Regions from separate parts of the Gossypium hirsutum genome. Here region 1 is linked to region 2. A link is a contact called in public Hi-C data. All regions are on one chromosome and are shown on one strand. The core of a region is the stretch at or near the end of the contact, and the rest is flanking DNA. Distances in the headings are between cores, read along the strand shown.

Region 1 (2,700 bases), core at 194-2,693, 140 kb after region 2:
CAACTACAATTGAAGCGGCACTAACATTGGTGCTCCGACATTTTGATCATGAAACTAAGCAACTTCCACCTTCTTATAATGTTCATTTTTTTTATCTAAATTGTAAGCAACAAATATTTTCCAAAATGACAATAGATCATCCTCTCCCCAAAGTCAAAATTGAACTAACCCTAAACAAATTGAAAAATAGAGGTAAAGCGGACTAACTTTTCACATCCTATCCTATGCACTATTCAGGGTTCACAACTCAAGCTCAGAAACGCTCATCATCCAGTTTATCTCACGAAAAATCTTTAAATATCTAAAAACGAATTCCATTCCCTATAACACTTATTATATTCACCTATACATATTTCTTCAATCTCCTGGTGTTACTGAGCATTGAGCGTATAAGCTCAGTGTCAACGAACAAAAAATAAAATAAATTTCCAAGAAAACTTTCTTACCCAGAACCGATGGGAAACTGTCTCCGCAGAGCTAGAACTAGCCGACCGGATTGCGGAATCATCCGGAACCGGATCCAAAAAGTTCGGATCATCAGCACAGGTAGCTTCCGACGAAAGCCTCAAAGCCAACGCCAACTGCAACTGATAACTCTCCTCCGTTTGCTGCGCCCAGCTTTTCCCCGACGAGGAACCGCCAATTTTCGTTCTCAAATCCCCATGCCTAAAGCTCCCATTGTGACCGTACACGAATGAATCAATCTCGTTCGCCGCCGTCGTTGAAAGGTTCGGCACATAATAATCTCCCGATAACGAGCTCTCACCGAAGCTACTCCCGCTCGATTGCCGTTGATGACCGACTGATGAAGCATAAGTATTCGTTCCTCCTACGCCGCCGATACGACTCGCTTGCTGCTGGTTCTGACTCTGATTCTGATCCCAATCGAATAAACCTCTCTCTGATTTCACTTTACTGACTTTATTACTCGTAGCTTCGCTCGAAAGCGAATACACGGAGTACTGGTCGTCAGGATACTGACTCAGTAGAGAATAGTTGGATCTTCGACTGGGCATTTCCATTGATAACCTCTAAAGAAAATCGCTGATCACAAAACCTTTTGAACTCTAAGAACCGCCATTGCTGAAGATATCAAGCTTTTTAACCTCTTTTTTCCTCTCTCCCTCTATAATTTGTTTTCCTTTTCATAAACTTCTTTTTCCTCCTTTTCTTCTCTTTCCAGAATCCGAGTTGTGGGAAAGAAACCAAAGAAAAAAAGCGATCCCAGATTCCCAGTTTTATTTGGTCGCCTAATCGTAATATTCTCCTCGTTTCCTTTTGCTTTGCTTTTCCGGGAAAAATCGGATTTCTGGTTCAAACTTCAAACGCTGATTGGATGATATTCTTTTTTCATTTTTCTATAATTTCGCCAAATATATTAAACAAAGGTTTCCTGTTTCGTTTCTGTTTGGTTGGCTGGCTCGATGGCCTAGTGGCGTATGCCTACTCGCTAGTAAATGGGTACATTCCTCCTTTGTAAATAAACATCACGTTACCTCTCACGCGCGTGGCTCCACTTTTCTTTTCCCTGACAAAATAAATATAAATATTTAAGAATTTAGCTTTGGCTGTGTGCATGAACCTGGACCAGATTATTAATTTTATTTATCAAACGTATATGAAGTTTTACTTTCACTTTTTCATTTTGGTAGTTAAAAATTGGATTCCTTGGTATTTATAAAATTCACATCATTTTCTAAAAATACTAGTTATACATTTCTCTGTTTTTCATGCAATGACGAAATCAAGTGTTCACGGACCTTATTTCAAACAAACTTTGTCTCTATTTATTAATTTATAATATATAAATTCTAAATTCAAGTCTTATCCACTGTACATTATTACTATTATAATAATTTAAATATGTTATAATTTCTTCACAAATAAAAAGAACTAGGTTAAATAACGGCTATAGACCGATTTTATTTTTTAATTAAGTATTTAGATTGATTTTAACTTTATTTAGAGAATTAGGTCAGTTTTAAGAGAGAGAAACGGAAAGTGCATCCAGCTAGGTGTTCTTTCTACACCAATGGTAGTAAAGTGCCACTAACTGGACGCGCTTTTCGTTTCTCTCTCCAGAGTTAGGGGTTTTTTATTTTTTAAGTTAGGGTTTTTATTTTATTAGGGTAAGAAATTAGGGTATTTTGAAAGTGTTCAGGGTTTTCGACTGAAACGAAAAAAGTTCTTAGATAGTTTTGAGGAGTCAAGGATATGATAATGCGCCTCAACACACATACATTTCATAAAGTCATGGTGGGATAGGATCATCACCTGAGAAACACATCTTGGGGAAATCAGGTTTTAGGGGCGACAGTGCTTGATACGATCAGAGGTTGAATTCCAAGTAGAGGTCCTAGTCGGCAACTGTGATGCGGTCACAGGTTCGAATATAACCAAGGGTTTGGTGATGGTTGTTACCTGGTCAAGAGTTTAAGCTTTTTGGATACTCGCAAACAATGCCCTATATATACTATACATAAAATTGATGTCATAATCATACGGAAAAACTCTGGGAACTTCCGATGTAATCAACATATTTTTTTCTCTATTTCCAGGCAGCCAGTATCTTGAACATGTCATTTTTTTCGAAGGCTAACACTGAGGTGGACACAAGAAGACTCTTAGGAGGAGAGCGGATATTCCGACACAGTAGAGATCAAACTCGGGTCGACACAGCAGCGGTTGTAATTATTAATG
Region 2 (2,700 bases), core at 164-2,663:
TTAATGAGATTCCTAACCCAATACAATTCATTAGATATAAGTTTCATAATATATGGACTCTCTTTATATTCCATTTCAACATACGCCTGTAATGTTTACAGTCTCTATAATTCATTGGCCAGCTGTTTACAAATTCTGGGGTGATCAGAAACATATTAGATCCATGAAAAAATAGCACAGACATCCAATGAAAGAAGACATTTGCAGGCAACATGGCCTTAGACCGGAACCGCATAGACTAGGAAGTCATATCACAACATATCATTCCTGCATTTGTCTCTTAACCAACATTATTGTACTCTCATCACCCAATTTTATACTTGAAATAACTGTGCAAAACATTTTAACAAGCCTAGATCGAGACAGACATTGATGAAAGCAAAACTAAAAGGAATCCATTAATCCCAATTTACACTTACAATCCAAATTATACTTTTTCCTCGTTTTTTCGACAGTATAGAACTTGCAATTCAATTTCCTGTACAATTCAAATTCAAAAAGAAAGAGAAAGCTTTAATGCATAAGGCACAGCTAAAACTGAGTTCACCTCAAGAATATTAGCGCAGACAGTTGCAGCAACGGCCTTGGCGGCATGAACATTCTCGCCAGCGATTATTGTCAAGTTAGTAATAATTGGTTTCGAGTTAAAAGTGAGCTCAGCTAACGCCGTCTTATACTGGCTAACTAACTCTTGCTGCTGGTGGTGTTGCTGCTGATGTGACACTGGTTGTGGCTCGTAAGCTCCACCGTCGCCACGGGTCAAATCATTGGTGTCGGAATCATTGGACCGGAATCTCAAACCAGAGGCGGGACCAACTGGGTTCGTTCGTTGAGAAAAATGCCGGATATTAGGGTTCGGAGTGAGGTCTTCAGTTAACCGTGGTTTTTTCAAACCAGGTTCTCTTGATCTATCAAATGATCTACGCGGATTCTCCATGTAAGCAAATCGAAAACCCTAAATTCCTAAATCGATAATCACTCTTATTCTCATTTACAGTCAAATTAGCATATCAATTTACCAAAAGGGGGAAAATTACAACATTACAATAGCCTAAATCGAAACTTTAAAAAATCCAAAACCCTATACAAGAAAGGGAACAAAATAAAACCCTATGGATTATCATATATAAAAAAATAAAAAAAATAAAAAAAGAGAGAGAAAAAGAAAAAGAAAAAAGAAAGAAACGATTCTAATTCTAATTCTAATTCTAATTCTAATTCTAATTCTAATTCTAATTTCTAAAGGTAAAGGAACAAAGAATATCGATCAAAAAGAAAAAATGCAGAGAAAATATTTTCAGAAAGAAGAATTTGAAAGAAGAGGGAGAGGCTGGGTGGAGATAAAGAAAGGAGGAAGGTTAAAAGAGGCTAATTGTAAATATGGAGATTGTGGATGTCCAATAATGCAAAGGTCAGTCCAGAAGGTGAGTGGGAGGGCCTAAGATTTCAAACGGGAAATGTAAAACGGAAAATATTATATTTTATAGCCTTATTTGGTCGGCTTATCTTTGGGCCCTGTAAAGGATAAATACAAATCAACCCAGACCCAACAATTATTTGTAACTAAATTATATATAAATTTTTATTTAATGTATAATTGTATATAATATGTGAAATTCTAATTATGATTCAAATGTATTTTTGAAATTTTAATTTTAATTTAATTATATATATTTAAAGAAATAAATACATCAATTTATTTTTATATTGGATCAATATAATTATTTATGTATGCAATATATAAACATAAAATGATGTTATATCAATAATTTTGTTAATACTTTACAATAATTGGATCAAATCTAAATTTCATGTATAAAATTGCACAAAATCAAAGTTCATATAAACAATTGCACATTAAACCATAGTTCATATATGATTTTGATATTTATCCCTATATTTGTTTTATATATTGTACTAAGCGTAAAAATAAATTTAATATCAATTATTAATTTATCAAAAGGAATTTAAAACTAATGCTAGAACTAATAAAGTAAAAGTATAATAAAATTCATTTCCGACCATCCACTTTGTGTAGAATTAAATTATTAAAGTACAAATAGACTAAAAATGGAATAATTCATACTATAAACTAATTCATTGATTTAAAACACACACATGATAAAAGTTCATAATAGGATACAAAAATTCACACATTTTAATTGTGCATGAAGAATCTTGAACTTATGTACTTAAGACTTAGAGCCTCATTAGCACCTTAATATGATATAAAATGTATCATTTACTAATTATAATATGATATATAAAATATTTACCTTAGCCTTACAAAATGTATTTTTTTTTAATAATTTTATTTAATAATTTTTTTAATATCTAATGACTACTTACCATATTGATATAATAGCTTGGATTTAATTTATTTCTCCATAACTTAAGTAAAAAAAATTGGATTCTAATTTAAAAAATCAAATTCTTTATTTGGATAATAAATAAAAAGTTCGGTTTGAACCGAAGCAAATCCAAGTCAAGAGTTAATTTTTGGATTTTAAAATTCATTTTAAAATTTAGAATTTTCAAAATCCAAGATTGATTAAAAAAATATGAGAACTTTGTTCTCTCTTCTTTCACATTGACATCAAAACTCAAACAAAAAAAGTATTAATTTTACTTATAATATGTCATCAAAGAAGCTCAAGGTTTTTAGAATTGGGTCGGTAGATCCACTGGTTCAATTGATCT

Evidence for each region. Hi-C and Micro-C count contacts between places; a contact is called where the count stands out from the background.
Region 1: a Hi-C map of leaf shows a contact between it and region 2, with 2.6 times the contacts expected there. The contact joins the promoter of LOC107936638 here to the promoter of LOC107936636 in region 2. A contact is called at or near these places in 7 of 34 Hi-C or Micro-C datasets (callus and leaf).

The regions. Positions count from the first base shown.
Region 1 is chrA04:59,248,823-59,251,522 of Gossypium_hirsutum_v2.1, forward strand. LOC107936638 (serine/threonine-protein kinase CTR1) reads right to left here and starts at 1,444. Exons shown (of 16, transcript XR_005925506.1): 1 at 447-1,444.
Region 2 is chrA04:59,112,773-59,115,472 of Gossypium_hirsutum_v2.1, forward strand. LOC107936636 (polyadenylation and cleavage factor homolog 4) reads right to left here and starts at 1,414. Exons shown (of 10, transcript XR_005925659.1): 1 at 548-1,414.